Regions from separate parts of the Mus musculus genome. Here all the other regions are linked to region 1. The links are chromatin contacts, called in public Hi-C, HiChIP or PLAC-seq and promoter capture Hi-C maps. All regions are on one chromosome and are shown on one strand. Each heading gives the region's core, a stretch centred on a gene start, on an enhancer-like site or on the middle of the called end of the contact. The rest is flanking DNA. Distances are from core to core; before and after follow the strand shown.

Evidence for each region. Promoter capture Hi-C pulls out the DNA fragments that hold promoters and counts their contacts. Hi-C and Micro-C count contacts between places; a contact is called where the count stands out from the background. HiChIP or PLAC-seq counts read pairs in DNA pulled down with a chosen protein or histone mark.
Region 2: an H3K4me3 HiChIP or PLAC-seq map of neural tube shows a contact between it and region 1, with 4 times the contacts expected there. The contact joins the enhancer-like site here to the promoter of Kcnd3os in region 1. A contact is called at or near these places in 3 of 39 promoter capture datasets (hippocampal neurons, stem cell-derived epiblast-like cells and trophoblast stem cells), 3 of 484 Hi-C or Micro-C datasets (cerebral cortex and cortical neurons), 5 of 115 datasets of contacts at active chromatin or transcription factors (embryonic forebrain, embryonic midbrain, forebrain and 2 more) and 3 of 9 other capture datasets (adipose tissue, liver and pancreatic islet).
Region 3: a promoter capture Hi-C map of hippocampal neurons shows a contact between it and region 1, with 4 times the contacts expected there. The contact joins the enhancer-like site here to the promoter of Kcnd3os in region 1. A contact is called at or near these places in 2 of 39 promoter capture datasets (hippocampal neurons and trophoblast stem cells), 2 of 484 Hi-C or Micro-C datasets (cerebral cortex and nephron progenitors), 2 of 115 datasets of contacts at active chromatin or transcription factors (VIP interneurons and neural progenitor cells) and 3 of 9 other capture datasets (adipose tissue, liver and pancreatic islet).
Region 4: a Hi-C map of hippocampal excitatory neurons shows a contact between it and region 1, with 11 times the contacts expected there. The contact joins the enhancer-like site here to the promoter of Kcnd3os in region 1. A contact is called at or near these places in 3 of 39 promoter capture datasets (embryonic stem cells, hippocampal neurons and stem cell-derived epiblast-like cells), 7 of 484 Hi-C or Micro-C datasets (hippocampal excitatory neurons, nephron progenitors, neural progenitor cells and 4 more) and 9 of 115 datasets of contacts at active chromatin or transcription factors (VIP interneurons, embryonic basal ganglia, embryonic forebrain and 5 more).

Annotation. Positions count from the first base shown.
Region 1 is chr3:105,451,533-105,454,353 of GRCm38.p6, forward strand. It overlaps Kcnd3os (potassium voltage-gated channel, Shal-related family, member 3, opposite strand), which reads right to left and starts at 1,423. Exons shown (of 4, transcript NR_040759.1): 1 at 1,021-1,423; 2 at 1-138. Kcnd3 (potassium voltage-gated channel, Shal-related family, member 3) reads left to right here and starts at 358. Exons shown (of 8, transcript NM_019931.2): 1 at 358-1,185.
Region 2 is chr3:105,208,436-105,211,256 of GRCm38.p6, forward strand. No RefSeq gene overlaps it. Among named protein-coding and RNA genes, the nearest start is that of Gm40118, 100 kb to the left of the region's middle. Within about 2 kb of position 1,331, at least 8 of the 459 cell types and tissues checked have an H3K27ac peak or open chromatin away from gene starts, as enhancers often do. A contact at or near this core is called in neural tube, where this site is marked.
Region 3 is chr3:105,279,808-105,282,628 of GRCm38.p6, forward strand. No RefSeq gene overlaps it. Among named protein-coding and RNA genes, the nearest start is that of Gm34837, 74 kb to the right of the region's middle. Within about 2 kb of position 1,409, at least 23 of the 459 cell types and tissues checked have an H3K27ac peak or open chromatin away from gene starts, as enhancers often do. A contact at or near this core is called in VIP interneurons and hippocampal neurons, where this site is marked.
Region 4 is chr3:105,590,929-105,593,749 of GRCm38.p6, forward strand. All of the region lies in intron 2 of Kcnd3 (potassium voltage-gated channel, Shal-related family, member 3), which reads left to right. Among named protein-coding and RNA genes, the nearest start is that of Ddx20, 95 kb to the right of the region's middle. Within about 2 kb of position 1,488, at least 10 of the 459 cell types and tissues checked have an H3K27ac peak or open chromatin away from gene starts, as enhancers often do. A contact at or near this core is called in hippocampal excitatory neurons and hippocampal neurons, where this site is marked.

The DNA.
Region 1 (2,821 bases), core at 173-2,672:
AGGTCACTCCTGAACGACAGTGGCTCTTACGCGGAGATAAAGGCAGTTTGTCTTCCGTGGGATCTTCCCAGCTTTGGCAAACACACCTGACTGTTCAGGGTCAGCCTGTAAGCTTGCGCGGCGACCAGCTGCACCTCACTAGGTGACCAAGGAGAGGAGTTAGTTGCTCTACCGCGTGGACAGTGAATGGGAAACAGACAGCCAGTTAAGTGTACACACCCCACGCGCATACACGCCAGCGCTCCCTACCACCTCTTCCTAAGTCCCCAGCCACACACGCCCCCGAACTCACGATCACGCCGCACGCCCGGCTCCTCCCCCACCCCCAAGCCAAGCTCACCTTGCCACGCTCGCCCCATGCCCACCCTCGCCGGCACACGCGCTCACACTCGCGTCCGCACACTCCACTACCACCTCCAGGCACACCCTAGGATTCCTCCACTCTCCTGGGGAGACGCACCAGGCTCTGCCTAGTCTCCCCGCCTCCCCCCCCCCGCTGCAGCCCCCCCACTCACGCGCGCGCCCTACACACACACACACACACACACACACACACACACACACCCTCGCGCAGAGTCACTCCCCCTCGCACGCCCTCGCCCTGGGCACCCTCCGGCGGCTAGGCTCCCGGGTCCTCCTCCTCGCTCCCTCCGCAGCCTGGCCGCTCTGCTCTCTCGGGCCCGGCCTGGGGCCGCTCGGCCCGTGGGGATCGGTGGGGAGCGGAGGGCGCAGCCTCGCCGCCTCCCCCGGACTCTCCTCTCCGCCCCGCCCGCGCCGCGCCCCCACCGCCTCCTCGGGAGAGGCAGCCCGTGGCCGGCCCGGCTCCGCTCTGCCCGGCATCAGCGGCGGCGGGGGCAGGGAACGAGCGAACCGGAGCTCACGAGCCCGAGAGCGGAGCGGCTAGGCGGGGAGGGGACACGCTGCCAAGCCCGGGCTGGAGCGGCGGTGGCGGTGGCGGCGGCGGCGGCGGCGGCAGCGGGGGAGGAACGGCCCCACGGACGGACCGACGCACGAACCGACCGAGTGAAGGAGGGACGAGCGAGACTTCGCCGGCGAGGAGGAGCCGCCCGAGCGGCGGCTGCTGGGCGCTTCCCCGCGCTGCTGGGCGCTCTGCGCCTCGGCGGCCCCTGGCCTCAGCTTCCTCGCGCGCGCGGGGCGCGGGGCCTGGGGCTGGCTTCGGCGAAGGTAAGAGGGAAACGACCGAGCCTCCCAGAGACAGCAAGTGCGAGGAGCGCTGCTCCCACGCCTGTTGCTCCCGCTGCCCACGCGGCACCCTCCCACTCCCGCGCCCGGGTGGGTGGGCGCTGGGGCGCCGGAAGGATTGGGGGTGGGGCCGGGCCGTGGGGGAGCAAGCAGCCGGCCTGGGGGCGTCGGTTCCCTGGGCTGCAGAGCCACCTCCGGGCACTGGGGCGCCGAGAGGTTTGGGGGTGGGGGTGTGAACCTCTGCCCTCTTGCCATTGGCCTGCCTTCCCTCGCCGGGCGCCAGGAGCAGCGCCCCGGGACCTGGCTGCAGGTGGCGACGGTTTGCTCCGTCCCCGCTCTTTGTGAGCTGAGAAGAGAAATGGCTGAGAGTGGAAGCTGGGAGCCGTTTGGGGCGCTTTGCAAAGTTCTCCAGCCAGGCGAGCCTGTGTTTGCCTGTTAGAGGATGAGGCTGGTCCAGCTCGTCCTGCCTGGCACATCTTTTCTTTCCCGGGAAAGGTCCCATAAGTGTCCCGAGAGACCATAGGGAAGGGGGTTCAAATTTGTTTTAACAGAGTGTTTACACTAGGGATGGGCAGAGAAGTTACCTGGAAATCAACTAGATTCCTGTGCTTTCTTAGTGCTGGCATTTAATTCAGCCCACGTTGTTCTCCTTTTATCCCGGGCAGCCTTGATAAGTCAGCAACAGGCTGAGAGGTTCCAGACCTGAAATCAAGGCAAAGAAAGTCTCCGTGTATTTGACGGAGCCTCTGAACTTTCACGGGGTGATAGGCGGCACAATGCAATCAGTAATCAGGTTTTACAGGGTGGTCATGCATGAATGTAGGTGATGCTTGAATCGATGCCTTATTTACTGTTACTTCCAGGGAACCTGAAGGTTTAATCTCGGAAAGCGGGGGGAAGGGGGATTCTGGGCATTCATTCAATGCAAAGCGTGTGTACATTTCCCCATGTGGACACATACCGGCCCACTGAAAGGAGCTGATGTGTTTATTTTTTTTCCATGTTGCGTCTTGAATGCTATAAGACGTAAGTACACAAGGGACCTCCAGAGGAAGAACGATTAACAGCGGCTTCCTTTTGCCGTTGAGGAGGCTGGAGAAAGAGTTTGGGGAAACTGCACTGGCCATCCTAGGAGCTAGGAGAGGCACTGTAAAGAAGAGGATCTGCAGGTCCCAGGCCTGTGCCCCACGGGATCTCCAGCATGGCCCCCATGCTCATTTCATACCCAACAAAATCCCGCAGACACGGGACAGACTCCCTGGGGGCGTGAAACAGTTCCCCAGACCAGCTCTGATTTCTGAGGACTCTCCTCCGAGGTCATTGAAGGGCAGATCTTGGTGATGTGACTTTTTTTTTTTTGTTTGTTTTTCTGCTTTGTGTCTGTTCAGGTGAAATGGAAGTGTCAACCCCCCAGGACAGGAGGTCTGCCTTTTTTTTTTTTTTTTTTTTTGACCCTCTGCTTCTAAAATAGACGTTGCTTAGCAGGCAGCTGACTTTTTACAGCAGGAGAAAGTGTTCTCTTTTTCTTTTTCAGGATTTTTTCATGTTTGTCATTTCTGCATTTACCTGGTTTTAATCTCTCTCCCTCCTGCATCCCTACCTCACCCCACAGCCAAAT
Region 2 (2,821 bases), core at 81-2,580, 240 kb before region 1:
CTTTCTGTGTGATAACTCCAGTTTGTGTCAAGTTGACACACAAAACCAGCCAGTACGACAACCAAAGAATTGCTTTTATTCTATCTATCTATCTATCTATCTATCTATCTATCTATCTATCTATCTATCTATCTATCTAACTATCTATCTATCTATCATCTATCTATGAACTCCAAAGATAAGCTTATTGAAGTTTAAAAGAAAAAACCCAGGGCAGGCAAGATGTAAATTTCAGCAACTGCTGGGCAAAGGGAGCTGAAGGAAAGGAAGAGAGAAAGCTTTAGACATAGTGCTACATTGACACCAGTTCAAGAACGTGGAGGAAATCATGGCTGGTGACACTGACATGGAGGTGTCCACGGTTCTCCCTACACCTCACTGCTGAGACACATGAGTATCCTCAGGGCCATTCTTACTACCTTTCTATGAAGCTGCATATTTCACTAACACTGATGTTCAACAAGACCTGAACTCACCTCCAGCATTTAGAAAGAAGGCAGGTTACAAATCACCCTGAAACCACTGGGCTTCCTGACTATGCCCTCAAAAAGTCGTGCTGATTTAACCAGATCCACATCTCATAGGCAGCTCTTGGGCTGAAACATTACTGACATCCACCTCAGGACTATGACAGCCCGTGAGAAAGAATTTCCAGTGAACTTGCGTCTTGTCTGATAATCCAAGAAACTCTGGGCTTCCTAGAGATTGGGTTTCCACTGGCTCAGGCTCTCTTCATTTTGGGTTACTTTCAATGGCTTACATAGGGGATGCAGTGCAGACTGTGGGCTGGGGCAGACTCTAGGTTAGGTCCACTTTGGGAAGAGGCAGGCCTGGGGAAATAGCCATGCTAAGTGAGCCTCGAATGCTCAGGAGCAATGGTGCCGGTCAGCTGTCAGCAAGCATGAGGCCGCGGGGCCAAGAACAATGCAGGTCTTGTGCAAGACATTCTGACAGGCAGGTTTGCAGAGAGAGAATAAATCTAGCTCCCGTGGTTCCTGAAGGTCAATAAACATATGGTTGTCATTAAGAACACTTCCCCCACAGTTTCTTACATTGGCTTATTTATAACTCTCCATCCTCTCCACAGCAGCATCACATGGCTTTGTTATATAGCTGTTACTAAAATCATCCTTGAGCTTTTAGTCATTAATATAATATGTACGATACAAACTGAAGCTGAAAAACAACTATTAATAGCTACATCAATTGAACCAGAGCTCTATTTTTCTAAGTTAAAAACTTTTGTTTTATTTTAATTGTGAGTGTCTGTGTGTGCATGCATGTGCGCACATGTGCGCATGCACATGAATCCAGAGAGGGTATAGGATTCCCTGGATCTGGAGTCAAGGGTGGTTGTGAGCTGCTTGGCATGAGTGCTGAGGACTGAGCTTGGGTCCTCTGAAGGAACAGAAACTCTTAACTGCCAGGCCATCTCACCAGGCCCATTCTTCTAAATCCTACATTTTGATACACTTTCTGTACTTCTAGACCTTACAAGAATGGCATGGAACACTCTTGTCCCTCTTTACTCTGTCATTTTGTCTCATTTGTTCTGTGATGTTCAGGTATTCTTAAAGATCAAGAATAGTACCCAAGCCATGAGTCCATTCTGCCATCACAGGGACCTGGAGAGACAAGTGAGAGTCAGCTGGTAGAATAGCTGAGTGCATGCTGGCCCTCTCTACCCGCCCACTTCCTGACTGGAGAATATGGAGATTCACAGCTAGATTGTCAAGGTTTAATTCTGAGGTTTAAGTCAGGGTTCAATGCCTGGGTGTTTTCATTCATTTATTTGTTTGCAGTATTGGGGATTGAACCTAGGGCTTTGAATATGCAGCAAGTGTTCTGTCACTGAGGTACATCCATCTCCTGCCTTCATTCAGAGTATGTGATGAGCTAGTAGCTATACAGAATAGTTAGCATTTCAGAAATGGTGGTTCTTAGTGATGATTAGAATAAAGGGAGGATTGCCTGTTGAGATTGAGGTTAGAACCAGAAGCCTGGGCTAACTTGGCATGGCAGGGGGGGCTGGAGCTCGAACCTGCTGTTGCTGTTAGGGAGCTCCCAGGCCTGCAGCCCCAGCAGAGCTCATGCTTTCTTGGGGACCATTTAGGGTCACTGGTGGTGTGGGAAGGACCTGGTAAGAAGTTCTGCACGAGAAACCTAAGCTCCTCTGGCCAAACCCTAGGGCTCAGAGATCTTGAGTAATGAGTAAAGGTGATGTCTGTAGAATGTTCCTCCCTTGGCTCCCGGGAGGATGAATGGAAGATTTGAGATGCTGGAAGCCCTCTCATGTGGTAAGTTCAAAGCGCAGAAAGTGTCTCTCTTCTCTATGGATTCCAAACAGACTTTACTAAAATGTAATTAAGTTCCAAGTCCTGGAAAATCAATCATGCTCTTAAGAACTAATACCTTGGCTTGGTGATTAGACGTGAAGGGAGCCAGGGGCAATTACTCCCTGATGAGAGAAACTTAGTTTAGAGGACCAAGTGCTTGGAGGGCTGGTGGGGTGAGGGTAGGGTGATGAAGCAGTCCCTAGGGACTAAGTGTAATTAGACATCACCTGTTTCTTTGGTCTGAAGGTCCCTGTGGGCTATGAAGTCCACCTCATAATCTATAGTTGAACCTCAGGAGATTTCCACCATATTGAAGGGAAAGGGAGACAAAATGATGACTGAATGTAGAGCTCAATTAACCCATCCATCACTGTTTTGTCTCCAGGCTTCCTGACAACACCAAAGAGAGAGAACAAGTGGGAAGAGAAGATAGCTTGCCAGCTGGATGTGGTGACTCATGCCTGGAGTCCCAGGATCCTGGACAA
Region 3 (2,821 bases), core at 159-2,658, 170 kb before region 1:
CACAGAATGAAGGCTTTAATTTTTTTCCTTTGGGGATTTTATTTTTATTTTACATGTATTAGTGTTTTGCCTACATGCACATCTGCACTGCATGCATGCAGTACCTTCAGGCCAGAGGATGGTGTCGGATTCTTCTAGGTCTGGAGCTACAGATGGCAGTGATCTGCCATGTGGGTGCTGGGAATTGGACCCAAGTCCTTCAGAAGAGCAGTTGATATTATTAACTTTTGAGCATCTCTCCAGCCTGAAGGAAGTCTTTAAAAATGGTTGTCTAGAATGGTACTTAAGACAATGGACTAGGAGATCACAGGATAGTGAAAGCTGGAGATGATATCCATTATTAATGTTCACTAATAAAAAATTGAAGAAGCCAGTTGATACTTTATCTTCATTCATAACAGCTCCAAGGACAGTGTTTCCCAACCTTCCTAATATTGTAACCATTTAATACAGTCCCTCATGTTGTGGTGACCCCCAACTATAAAATTATTTTTGATGCTAGTTTATAACTGTTATTTTGCTACTGTTATGAATCATAATGTAAGGATCTGTGTTTTCCAGTGGTCTTAGGTGACCTTTGTGAAATGGCCATTTGACCCCCAAAGAGGTCATGACCTAAGGTTGAGAACTGCTTTCTTAGGAGAAAATGAGGCTGTGAACCTCTTGGCCACAGGTCATCTGGAAGACCTTGGATTTGAACCCAGGCTTTGAGAACCCAAATAGCTATTTTCACAATTCTCTAAAATTCATGAATTTTACTTCTTTTTATTTTTGCAAAGGTCAACCCCTTCAGAATTTAAGCCTTAGGCTTTTTCATTATGTGAGGCTGTAACCCTCAAAGCCACCTGAAAGCACAATTCTCTGACAAAATCAAGAAACTTGACCATTCTTAATCTGGATCTTCCATTTTGAACTTCTGTTTATTTTTGGCGAGTCTATTGATTTTCAGTATAAAAGGGACTGAAAGAAGAGGTACAGGTGTTTAGAGAGGATGACCAGGACTTGTTATTTTTGAGAAAACATGTATATTTGGTATCACACATACTGCTTAGGCATGTTTGAATACTTGTAAGGAGAGGACTCCAAGGCCCACTGTTGCTAGATCTTTCTTATGCAGTCATTAATACTGCATGGCTCGTACACTCATTACCACAAGGCCCGAAGCGACTTGTCTCCAGGCAAGCCTCTGCTTTGCTACTCTCCCTATGGAGACCTTTACTTCCTGTGACTGGAGGCTGAAGCTGGGAATAGAGGCTTGAGGCTTCATGGCAGCCCCGAGAGATGTGTCTAGAAGCTTGCAGTTGGTATGTCAGGGGGAAAAAAAGGCCTTTGTTAAGCTCAGCCTGGCACTCAGGAGGCAGAGAGGAAGGCGTCTGCCAAAACAGAGAATAACAATGACTCATTTCTACAGTGACACAGCTGTCACAGTGTGTGCACCAGGCTCATCTCCTCTAGTCTTCATGACACCCTGAGGATCAGGCAGGGCGGAGAGCACCTTAAAGAACCTGAAGCTGATTGAGGTTCAGCCCTCTAAGGCCGTTTGGCTGGAAGATGTTGAACCTGGTACACAAACTCAGACCCAGTCTATGTTTCTTGCCATACTATCTCTAGAGAAGTCTCTACTGCCCTGTGTCTCTAGAGAAGTCACAAGCACCAACAGTTCCCACTCCACAGGGGAAATAGTTTGGACTTGGAGGGCATTCCCAACCATATAGTTATGGTATAGTTTCAATCGCAAATAGCAATTTCTTTTCAAGTGCTGGTCAGATGTATGATAGTTCTAAGCTTTGGAATCTAGCCCTCATGCCATTACATCTATGAATCTTTCCTTGTTGATCTTTGCCTCTTCCCCGTGTTTGATGGCTCCTTCACTATGTGGTTCCCACATAGAACATTACCCCATTACAGTACTTCCAGCTTGTTGGCTTACTTACTACTTGTTTCCTGGGTAGCAGCCAGTAAGTCAGTGCCTACTTTGGGTAGAGTTACACCCGTTGTCTCTCCTTGGCACTGAAAACCATGCTTAGAACATAGTGGCTGCAGTTGGAACAGAATGAAATTTAGCCGAACAGTAAAGGACAGCTCTGTGTGCCATGAGTCCTGTCTCTGCTTGGAGTTAGCTCCTCTCACTCCCACTAGACATCTCTGTGCTGCCAACTCTCCACTCAGCAAAGGTTGGCTGCTATTCAAGATCCTTCCCTAGTTTGTTTGTATGTCAATCAATGGATGCTGCCAATGTAGAATTCCTAACATGGAGAATCCTTCCGATGGAAGTGGTGAGGTGTGCTAAGGAAGGAAGGAAGGCTAATGTTCCTATGATTTACCCATTCCAATTCTGTGTGGGCAGCTGAAAGGAGGGAGGTGTTCTCGAGGTCTCACCAGTAGGAGCACGTGAGGGGTGTGTGTGTGCACGTGCATGTACATGCATGTATTTATGGGCTTACACATCTGTGTCCTGGAATCCTGGAGCTTCTAGAATGAGAGATTGGAGCCTTGCTTAAGGATGTGGACCATTGGAAGTGGGGAGAGGTTATAACTTTGAAAGTTAGACCTGTTTCCCAGCCCGGTCCCTCTCTACTTAGTCTCTGTGAGACAAGTAGTCTTTTCCTCCACATGCTCTCACTGTGCTGATACTCTTCTCCTTCACAATGGGTCTCAAATCAAAGGAGTCAAGAACTGCAGACTGAAATCTTTCAAGCCATGAGCCAAGAAAAACCCCAAACAAACACACACACACACAAAAATAAAAAAGCAAAACAACAACAGTAACAATTTGTTCCCCCATGTGCTGGCTAGTTTTATGTCAACTTGACACAAGCTG
Region 4 (2,821 bases), core at 238-2,737, 140 kb after region 1:
AGCTAACAGGAGACAACCCCAGAGCAGGTCAGCTCTGCCAGCTTTCCCAGCCCTTTGCTGCTCTCAGCAAGTGGGGAGCAATGGCCCCATCACGGCTCTTAGGGGAACCCAGAGCCACAGCGCTCTCATTCCAGGGTCCCCATCCACCTGTGAGTCACTCCTGGTGTCATGGTGGCAATTCATTCCACATGCAGTCCCCAAGCACCTACACGATGCCAGATAGTCTGCTAGGTGCAGGGTGTAAAGAAGAATGGGAAGCGTGTTTGGTCCTCAGGGAGCTTATGTCTAGTGCAGGAGACGGAGCTGTTGACAGTTGGCTGCGGTTCCGTGGAATAAGCACGCTAATGTCTCTTGTTTCCAAAGGCCTGAGCAGAAGGAGGGCGGGACTGAGTCTACCAGGAGGATGCTCACTGAGTTCCAATGGCTTTATGAGGAGATTGGGAGCAATGACACCTCTTACCCACAGAGGTGCGTTAGACAGCACCGGTTTGAGAAGATGCATAGTTCCTAACCACAGAGAACCTGCAGGCTAGGCAGGAAGGATCCCCCTGAGCTCATTTGTTCACCGAGCAGTTACTGAATACCTACTGAATGACAGGTGCTGTGCTAGACTCAGAAGACACAAAGATGGTCAGACACGTCGCTACCCTGTCAGTGAGGAAGCAGACAGACGAAATCCATCATGAGTCTGGAAGGTGTCCACCACCACTGTGGGGAAAGCCTTTGCATAATACAAAGAGAAAGGAACAATTGCAGGGATAGAGAAAATAGGAACTCAGGGTAGACTTTCTGCCCCTATGACCAGGATAGGTTTTAAAGCATGATTGAGAATTTTCAGATAGAGAGGGGCAGAGTGGGGGCTGTAATCTCAGCGATTGGGTAGATGTTAATAATTGAGTGATACAGGAACCCAATGATAATATGAACAAGAGATGTGAGATATCCCAGCATTAACTATGAGCCTCCTAAACCCTGAATCACCACTCTGAAGAATCAACCCTGCAGAGTTCCTCTGCATGTGAGACAGTGACTCAATTTTCTCTCAGCCACTGTGGCTTGTGCCTTATGTCAGTGTGCTGGGCTACTTGGACTAGGACCCAGTCCCCAGCAACACCATCATTTTCCCAATCCCAGGGCTGCTTCCTGGACTTTCTATTCATTGAAAACAAACAGGAGAAGACCACTTTGTCCACTGCATCCTCCATAGTAGCCCCAGACTCTGATTCAACCAGGTTAGCGTGTTTTAAAGGCCTTCTTAGCCCACTTCTCTTGGAGTCTTTCAACCAGCATCCAGACTACAGCCAGGAAGCCTGGCTCAGTATATCCTGAGCTCCCAGGAGAGACTGTGAGGAAGCCTATGTGTGGAGAACAAAGCAAACACAGTCATCCGTTTCTTAGCCTTTTATAAGGAAAGGAAGGTTAGCTAGCTTTGGGCATGCTCCAAAGGGAGAGGAGGCCTGTGGATTAGCTGCAAGAGTTCCCAGATGGTGCCACAGCCTTCACACATTCCTGAGAGAGCAGAAGCTCTCAGGAGATGTGTCCCCAACCATGCTGGAACAAGGGGTGGGGAGTTGGGCGCTGTCTGTCAGGTTGTTCAGTCACTAATGATGTAGCTATTCTTAGGTACTCAGGCAATTTGGGCTTCTCTAATCAGGGAGCAGAGAGCAGGCCAAATGAGGGAGGCAAAAGATTTGAACTTCCCATTAGGGTCTCTTAGGACCGGACCAAGAAGGTGGCAATCATGACCAGGGGTTGTTTGGAGGAGAACACAGCACCCTCCGTATCTACAGGGAAGAGGATGAGAGTTATAGGCACTAAGATGCAACAGTAAGGAGCGCAGTGATGTGTCCAGTAGGTTTGGGGCTTAGCAGCTGTTTCCACAGGTAAGAAAACAGACTGTTCTTTGCCTTAAGAGGGAACTGCTCGGAGGCAGGGAGGCAGCTCCATAGGAAACATGGAGGGCCCAAGTCAAGAACACTATAGCTCAGATCAAGAATCCTGCCGTAAGAAAGCTGGAGTACAACATGGGAAATCGGGCCTCTAAAAGGATGGACAGATGGACAGAGGAGGAGTCTAGTCCCAGAGGAAACCAATCCAAGCAAGGAACCAAGTTGTAAGGAAAAACAACAGAAGCAGAAAATGGCATCTGTGTGTCAGTTACAAAGCACCCACGGGGGCCCATCAGTCGTCTTCGTCAACTTGGCTGGAGTTAGAATCACTTAGGAGACACACCTCTGGGCATGTCTGTGACAAGGTTTCCAGAAAGATGTGACTGAGGAGGGAAGATGTGTCCTCAGTGCTATCCTGCCCCGCTGCCCGCCCATCCCCCATGATGGATTGTTCGTCCTCTTACACCATGAGCCGAAATAAACCCTCCTTCCCCTAACTCTTCTGGCAGGTTATTCTGTCACAGCAATGAGAAAGGTAATCAGAGGTGTCTCCCTGCCTCCACCGGACAGTCAGCCATACAGCTTCTTGCTGCTTCCTTCTGGGGTGGACACCGTGATGCACAGCAGCCTTGAGACTATTCTTCCCGGAGGTTGACTTTGGACCCCTTTGTCTGGTCTGACCTGGGAATGCCCAGGTGAGAGGGAAGCTGGAATGCTCTCTCCTCACTCTTCCTCCCCAACTGCTGCAATTAAGCCCAGGACGGCCATTAGCTAGTGCTGAAGGGCCTGTATTGATTAAGGATAATTATATTTACTCTTTAGCAGTGTGAGGCCAGGCAAGAATATTTTTTGTTAATTTGCTGCTGTTTAGCCTCAGAAACTGGGACTGATATGCCAGTCTCAGCTAGATGGCTCCCTCCACAGGCACCTGT